Regions from separate parts of the Mus musculus genome. Here regions 2 and 3 are each linked to region 1. The links are chromatin contacts, called in public ChIA-PET and promoter capture Hi-C maps. All regions are on one chromosome and are shown on one strand. Each heading gives the region's core, a stretch centred on a gene start, on an enhancer-like site or on the middle of the called end of the contact. The rest is flanking DNA. Distances are from core to core; before and after follow the strand shown.

Region 1 (2,700 bases), core at 167-2,666:
AAGAACAAAGGGTGACAGAACAAAGTAAGAAAAACAATAGGGGGAGAAAAATCTAGGCTAATTAAACACCACAGCTGCTTTTATTACATCTCCTGGTGATTATCTGTATACAGCTGGTCTCCCACAACCAAAACATCAGCTCCACAAAAGGAGTGACCACCCTCATCTAACCTAGCTCGCCCTTGGTAAAGGAAGTGAAGCCACCCACTTCTTACCAGCTCTGCTACCCTAAGATCACTGAGCCCTTATGCTGTTTCCATAATAACAGCCGTTGCTGCCACTTAGAAGGCACTTATTCTACGCCAGGCGCTGCTTGAAGCGCTTACACAGAAATTCACTTAATTCAATACTCTGAGGTAGCCCTATGATTTCAAACTGTTCCCACAGATCTCTAGTCCTTGGTCTCATATGTGGCCTCCCCCATCCACCCCACCTCCACGATCCCCTGTTACTTTGTCTCATGACACGTGACACGAGAACATGACAACAACACTCCGTATGCACAGATGAGGACCGGGAGAGATTTGTGGGTTCCAGGAGGCTCGGCTACACTCGCTGCACTATGGTAATCTTCAAATGATTTCTGCTCAGCAGACAGAGAGGATAAAGCCCTTTTGAAAATTTGAAACTCATTAAACGCTTCAGGGACTCCCTTCACGTTCTGGGATAAAAGTTGAAAACCCTCACTTTAGGAACTACCCTAGCATTTCCGTCCCATACTATACTAATGCTCTGCTACCTGGACTTTTTTGTTCGCTTTTCCCTCTTTCAGAAACACCCTTCCCCTAGTCGCAATTCCGGCTCCTTCCCAGCCTCCGTGTTTAAGCATCACCTTTAGGGCCCACCCGAACCCTTAATGAGACCTGAAATTACTCTAGTCACGTGTCTGGCGCCTGTTTCCCCAACCCATCACTTAATTCTCTGTGGGTTGCGAAGGCTGAAGGCTCGGAGGCCCGACGCATGGCACATTGCCTGGCGATCGGTGGGCGCTCAGTGCGGATCTATGGCCCTGATTAATGATAAAAGGAAGTCCCGCGCTCCACTGGGTCGGCGAAACCCAGCAGCAGGCCGAGACAGGCCCAGAGTCCCGCCAGGCACCGGCGCAGCGCGGGCCGGTGGCTCAGGCCAAGCTCGGAGGTGAGAAACGCTGCAGCCGCTCCTCACCTGCGCGTGGTGGCAGCCGCGCCAGATGCGGCCTGCCAAGGTCAGCCAGCGGCTCGGCCCCGCCCTGCCCGTCCACCCTCCCCAGGGCGGCCGCACTTCAGACCGTCCGGGCAAAGTCGGTCCCCCGGACACGGAGGAGACGCGTCCCGGAGCGCGGCTCCATCCCGGACGGAGGTTGGGCCTCAGAGTCCTTCCGCCTTAGCAAGGACCCGCTGGCAGTGCAGCCGTGCCAGGCCAAGGCAGGCTGGGCCTTGCCCGGCGCGGGGCCCGTTCCCCTGGCAACAGCGCGAACTACGGCGCCCCACAGCGGCCAAACCGCGCTGCGTCACTTCGCAGGAGCATCGTGGCTCTGGGCGGAGTTTGCCAAGTGCCCCCTGACTCTAAAGCATGCCCACTCTCATTTTCCCCCATAACCTTTCACAGGGAAAATACACTCTCTTCCACCTCCCATCTACAATTTGTCTTCCAAGAATCCTACTCTCCTCAAAACGTGTCATGTATCTAGTTTCTCCTCTAAATCACTCTTGGGAAGACCCCAACTAATCTAGGGTTTTTGCTCATTTTCTTTTATTTTAAATTGTGTGTGAGTGTGTGTACATGTGCGCGCACGTGTGCATGTGTGTATTAGAAACAGGGTCACATGCTGGCCTCAAATTTGCGATTCTCCCACCTTTGCCTCCCAAATTTGCTGGAATTCTAGTAAAGATATGGCTGCTGCACTCTCAAAGTATGTGTTAAGTGCCAGGCACATCATGAGGAGCACTCAGGGATTCCTGCCCTTGAAGGAAATAACAGGTTGAAGGAGACAGACCTAAACAAATGCCTTACCCAACTGAAAATGTGAGCAACTACAATGTAAGGTGTGAAGTATAAGAATTTAGTATTGATAACACAAAATGTCTAATTTTTTTCTTCAAATGTTTTGTTTTTTGTTTTGGGGGGTTTTATTGTTTTTGTTTAGGGGTGTGATGGGGATTGAGACAGAGTAGTAGCCCTGGCTGACCTGAAACTCACTATGTAAACCAGGCTGGCCTCAAACTCACAGATCTGCCTGCCTCAGGCTCCAGAGTGTTAGAATTGAAGCATGTGCCACCACATGCTTTTTTTAAGAAAAGATTTATTTGAGGGGAGCTGAAGAGATGGATCATAGGTTAAGAGTAATGGCTGTTCCTCCAGAGGTCCTGAGTTCAATTCCCAGCAACTGCATAGGGGGTGGGGTGGGGTGTTCATAACCATTTATAATGGGATGTGATTCCCTCTCCTAGTGATATATATATATCACTCATATATATAAAATAAATAAACAAACCTTTAGAAAAAGATTTATTTGTGGGTCAGGGGGAGTCAGAGAGATGGCTCAGCAGTTAAGAGCACTAAGCACTCTTCCAAAGGACCCAGGTTCAAACCCTAGCACATGTATGACAGCTCACAACTGTCTGTAACTCCAAGATCTGACACTCTCACACAGACACACATGCAGGCAAAACACCAATGCACATTTTTTTTTTAAAGATTTATTTATTTATTATATGTAAG
Region 2 (2,700 bases), core at 22-2,521, 330 kb after region 1:
GTCAGAGGAGTGGTAGCCCGGATCCAAGTAGGTCAGCAGGCTAATATCAGTCCCTGATACTAGTTCAGGAGCTTCAAACACTGACAACGGGGAACATCAGTCCTATGTTGAGGAGGGAAAGGGATAGTTAAGTAGGCTTACCCATCTCTTCCTTTGCTGACAATCTTTACTTCAAAATAGTAAATACCACAGGCTGCTGGGATGGGGTGGGTGGCACGTACAGAGGCTGCATCTTTGTGATTTTTGCCATGACCTGATGTAAGAAGCCAAGGAAGGAATGTCAACACCAGAAAAACGCAAATGAAGGCCTCCTTTTTCTCTACGCCATGGTAAATTCAACCCTCCCTGGCCAGAAGAAGTTCTTGTACTCTCTGAGGAATAATAAGACAACTGAGTAAACACTTAAGCCTCCCGCCTTTAGATCATCTCCACCCCAGACCAACAGTCCTGACAGAGATATTGTCCTCCACAACAAACAAAACAAGGTAGATACAGGCAACAGAAGTGTGTGAGAGACACTGAATACTGTTGTCCGTCTCTCCAGAATCCAAACAGCCCAGCCTGGAGCCCAGGGGAAGGAAGTGGCAAAAATGGAAGTCACCAACAACAACTTTAGCACACAGCGCCTAGCCCAGTCCCGGGATGACTGGCAGCCAGGCAGCCCATGCACTTACTGTGGCAATGTTACCACCTCTTTTTGCAAAAAAAAGACTGAAACTAAGCCGTGGTAAAGGGCCTAGCATAAATTGGAGCCAGCTCAGGAAAGAAGGGTGGCCCTGAAGTGGAAGGTCCTGTCTAGTTTTGGACATTTAATGCAGTTGTCTCTGAGTCTAATATTTAGGAACAGAGCAAAGGAAGCAGGGTAAACCCCGGCCTGACCAACCCCTCTACTCTGGACGTTCCGCTGGGCTAAGGCCCAACTCTCAGAAAACCCGGGCAAAGAAAGGGAAAATGGGCACAGCCTCCCTGCAGACGCAGTAAACTTGTCTCCCAGCGGCCAGACCCGCTGATACCTTTGTAATGGACACGGAGGTTTCCCTGGGAGAGGCCGATGTAGTTGTACTTGTCCTTGGGGCTCCAGGAGCGCGGCAGCGGCGTCTCGTGCTGATTAACCGCAGGGTACAAGCGCTGCAGGCGCCGACTCAGTTCCTGCTCTCCAGGTGACGGTAGCCCGCCCCCGGAGTCCCCACCGGAGGAGTCCCCAGCCTGCGGGTTCCCAGCTCCCGGGTCTGCCGTCGCCGCCGCCATCTTGGAGGGAGCTGCTATTGTGTCACTGGGGGCGGGGAGGAGTGCAACCAGATTTGCCTTGCTCAGCCAATGGGCCGTGAGCATCCCAGGGTCGTAGGGAAACTGAGTCCGAGTCCCGGCAACCTTTCTCTGGACACTACTATACTTCGCCAGATTTAGACTACATATCCCACAATGCATAGCGCTGTAGAAGCCGGCCAACGAGGGTTCCTGGAGAACTTCGGAAGATGTAGTACATCACTGCTCACTCACAAGCCAGTACAACGAAGACTCCGAACCACTGAGAACTACCATTCCCGACTGGCCAAGTGGCCAGACCTCGAAGCTCGCCTTCCTCGTCCACGGTCTCACTTTATTCTTCTGCCTCAGTTCTGTAGCTAATATCAAATTTGCTGTATTGACTGGTTCTCAGAATACCCCATCCCCAGCTCCAGGTCTACTTTTACTGCTTGGCCTTTCTCCAGAGTGCTCACGGGGGCGGGGGCTGGAGGCGTGGCTCAACTGTGAGCCCGCCCTCAACGCAGAGGCTGCTGGGGTCTGGTCCCTATGGCAACGGACTGTACACTACCGCAACGGCTCAATCCTGCATCTGCTCCAAAGTCATGGCCAACCTACAGGAGCGTAAAAGTTTCTCCAAGCCAAGGTAGCACCTGGCCGGGCTGAGGGCGGGGAAGACTTGAATATTTCCAAAAAGAAAAATGACACTGATTCCGATCGCTGCACTGTCTGTTCTTTGGGTAGGACTTCAGCGCCGCAGAATCAGCGATACAGTTGTAATAGAATTGGGGCTGACTCGTCAGTCCAGTAAGAACGTTACAAGCTGCCAAAAGTGCAGGTGTACTTTATCGTAGATAGATGATCTTAGCTAGACACTAAAAAACGAAGTGCCTTATTATAATTATATGTGAAATTCTCACAACTCCTGTTTATAAGAAGCATTCAGTTTCCCACCTGCTCATTCCCAGTAGTGGAAGAAGGGCGAGAGAGGTGATTTCATTCTCAACTCTAATCTTTCAAGGTCTGCTGCCTTGGTAGAAAAAGGCTACAAAAGGACAGCCTGTTGAACAGTGAGAGTTGCAGGACAGTCAGGGCTATATGGAGAGACCCATCTTAAAATAAATGAATTAAAATAATAATAATAAGCCTACAGAGGTTCCAAGGACAGAAAATACCAATGTTATGATTGTCCCTGAAGGAAAAAAAAAGTCTCCGAGAAACAGGCAGCAGCAGGTTGAAAGAGACAACTGTTTCCCATCAAAGGCATAATCCAGGAAAATTACTGTCTATGAAAAAATATGTAATAGGGCTGGGGCTGTAGCTAGAACATGCCAGGACCTGGTTTGATCCCCAGCAACACACAGAATATGAAACAGACTCAGAATCTTCATTCATTAGGAAGGGAGCACAATGTAGTTTTTATAAGCTGAGTTTGATGGTTATGTGACATATTAA
Region 3 (2,700 bases), core at 166-2,665, 360 kb after region 1:
TCTTTTGAACCCATTAGCAACATTCCTTGGATCCTTCATCCTGTCTCATGATTTGCTTGTGTTTTGTTTTCTTGGTGGGGTCAGGCTCCTGATGTGTCGCCAACAGGGTAACATGGAGTTCTTAGTGACCAAGCAAAGTGGTCTGGATAGACAGAGGATTTTTTTTCTCTTTTTTTTTTTTTTTTGGTTTGTTTTGTTTTTCGAGACAGGGTTTCTCTGTCTCCTGGAAGTCCTGGAGCTCACTCTTTAGACCAGGCTGGCCTTGAACTCAGAAATCTGCTGTCTCTGCCTCCCAAGTGCAGAGATTAAAGGCACGTGCCACCACTGCCCAGTTTAGACAGGGGCTTTAATCAAGAAGCTTAGCCTGGTTTTATCAGTCATCTCCAGGAGGTGGGGTGAGGCTAAGAGGGCAAAACAGAAGTATTAAAGAGTCTTCTGACTAGGAAGATAGGGGTGTTTGCAGCCATTTTCCTTTTCTGTGGTTCTGTGGGTTGGTAGCAGAGCCATTTGCCCAGCACAGGCGGGACGGAGAGGCGTTACTTCAAATATTTGTGTCACCCAGGAAACTGAAAAGGATATTGAAAGTAAAGGGGAAGGGGTGGGAAGATTATTTACAGTCTGGCCATTTAGGAAAATTACGTTTCGCCAGTTATCTTTCAATAAAAATTAAAGTTGGAAGGTGAGCTGGCTCCGTGGGTCGCTAAACCTGAGAGAATCTGATTTCAAGGCCCCCATGGTGGAAGAACTGACTCCAGAAAGCTGCTTCTCTCCTCCACACCCATGTCGTGGCTCATCCCTCCTCAACACAAATAAACAAACAAAAATAGTTGCCCTGTCTGCTCCAACAAAACAAGTAAACCTGGAAATCAAAAAAAGAAAACCCTCACGATTCTGTTTTTAAAAATACCTCTCTGTACACGTGAGGTTAACCTCTCCAACTATGGGCCCACCTTAGATGAGTGTTTAGAGTTTCAATAAAAACCTAGTTACCTTCCAACCAACTTTGGGATAAGTGGCTTCCTCTGAGACACAGCTAACTCATTGAACAAGAGAGGAGTGGGTTTCGCCCCCGTGGGTTGATGCTAGAGGAGCAGAGCTGGTAGCCAGGGCGCCTAAAGGGAGTAGGCTTTGGACTAGGGGCCTAGGGAGGGGCTGCTGGGACAAGCCAGCCAGCTCCAAGCTAAACCAGGCTCCCATGGAGGCGGGGTCAGGCTCCATAGGCCACATACACTTAGGCGGGGCCAAGCCAGCTGGGACCCAGCTACAACCGAGACCTGATCCTTGCCTGGCGCCAACTCCGTGTTCCAGAGGCTTCCGCTAGACCACAATTCTCAGGGGCTCACCCGGACCGCCTCCCTCCCTAACTTAGCCTCTCCTCCCGCGCTGCGAGCCGTGGCTGCGCCTCTGCGAATGGCATTCTGGGAAATGTAGTTCTAGCTAAGCTCACTAAGGCGTATAAGGAGCATACTGGGACTACGTTTCCCTGAGTGCAGCGGGACGGGCGAGGGAAGGCAAGGGGGAAGGGACAGTCGGTCGCAGACCGCGCTGGGTTGCCGCCGCCGCTGCCGCCATCGTGCCAGCCCCACGGGTGAGTGTTGGGGCCAGCGCTCCGGGGCGGGGGCTGGGCCGCAGGAGCCGCGCTCTAGGCCGCCGGGAGCTTCTGCTTCGAGGCCCTGGGAGGCCCCTCCCCTCTTCACACCCCCACGGCGGCCCGAAGAGGCACGGGGCCCGCACCATGTGTCGCGCGCGGCTCCGCCTACCGCGGATTGTCTGCGGCCGCGGCCCGGGGAATGCTGAGAGCCTGATGGACGGCTGTCCGGGCCACCCTGTGTCTTGGCTGATGGCCAGATCTTTTTCTTTTGTCCGGACGATCAGGATAGCTCTCAGGGCCCGGCCCTGTGTGGCCTTGCCTGGCTTGCTCGAATCCTGCAACCTCTGCAGGCAGGTTGGCGGGCCGATCCCAGACCCACGTCCCACCACCCGCCGGCGAAGATCCGGGGATGGGCAACGCCACCCAGCTCGCTCCAGAGCCAGCATGGGTAAGGGTGGCCCTCCTGCCGCTGCTGGGGCTTGGGACCATTGCCCGGTTCCAAACCATAGCCCGGCTAGGATGTAGGTGAACGCTTCTCTGCTTGATTGCCTGCTGGGAGTGCACGAAACTTAACCTCTACCTCGGTAGAACCGGTGCTGCAGTGTCCAGCATGGAGGACAAGGGCAGGGATTCTGGGGTGGGAGGGGATGCCTCGTGGGACTTTACCTCTAGCTAGTCCTGGAAAATAAGGACCTAGTATCTTTGGAGAGGCAGCTCCAATCTTATCCATGACTAGACTCCAGCTCTGGGGTGGGTTGTGTGAGCCTCCAGTGTTTTTGTTAGATTTCTCAGTCAGGGCCCAATTCTAAAGTACGTTAGAACCTCCTAGAGTTAGCAGGAAGATGACTCCTTACTGAAGTGATGAGGTCGGATTTAATTCATGAAGAAATGGACTCCATGCTTGAGGTTTTTGAGCCCAGAGAAGGTGGAAGGGGCCTTGTGCCTATGGCACTGGCTTAGACTGTTTTTGCCTTTTGAAGTTGTTTTGTAGATCTAGAACTAGAAGTCACGATGTCTGCTTTCTCTTCACGTGTGCTAGGGCTGCCTGTGAACAGTCAAGAAGCTGGATGGGTCTAGAGAAAGTACCTTAGCAATGGCACCTCAGGTCA

The links. ChIA-PET counts read pairs in DNA pulled down with a chosen protein or histone mark. Capture Hi-C pulls out chosen DNA fragments and counts their contacts.
Region 2: a contact with region 1 is called in an RNA polymerase II ChIA-PET map of effector CD8 T cells, with 7 read pairs. The contact joins the promoter of Ranbp10 here to the promoter of Zdhhc1 in region 1. A contact is called at or near these places in 2 of 39 promoter capture datasets (both in the C10 cell line), 3 of 115 datasets of contacts at active chromatin or transcription factors (bone marrow-derived macrophages, effector CD8 T cells and extraembryonic endoderm stem cells) and 2 of 9 other capture datasets (macrophages and pancreatic islet).
Region 3: a promoter capture Hi-C map of adipose tissue shows a contact between it and region 1. The contact joins the promoter of Nutf2 here to the promoter of Zdhhc1 in region 1. A contact is called at or near these places in 2 of 39 promoter capture datasets (cranial neural crest and second pharyngeal arch cranial neural crest), 3 of 115 datasets of contacts at active chromatin or transcription factors (bone marrow-derived macrophages, embryonic stem cells and large pre-B cells) and 2 of 9 other capture datasets (adipose tissue and pancreatic islet).

Annotation. Positions count from the first base shown.
Region 1 is chr8:105,495,646-105,498,345 of GRCm38.p6, forward strand. Zdhhc1 (zinc finger, DHHC domain containing 1) reads right to left here and starts at 1,417. Exons shown (of 14, transcript NM_175160.5): 1 at 1,165-1,417.
Region 2 is chr8:105,825,937-105,828,636 of GRCm38.p6, forward strand. It overlaps Ranbp10 (RAN binding protein 10), which reads right to left and starts at 1,272. Exons shown (of 14, transcript NM_145824.5): 1 at 1,014-1,272; 2 at 142-253. The coding sequence starts at 1,248. Tsnaxip1 (translin-associated factor X (Tsnax) interacting protein 1) reads left to right here and starts at 1,808. Exons shown (of 16, transcript NM_024445.4): 1 at 1,808-1,891. The coding sequence starts at 1,851.
Region 3 is chr8:105,859,118-105,861,817 of GRCm38.p6, forward strand. It overlaps Nutf2 (nuclear transport factor 2), which reads left to right and starts at 1,416. Exons shown (of 5, transcript NM_026532.4): 1 at 1,416-1,588.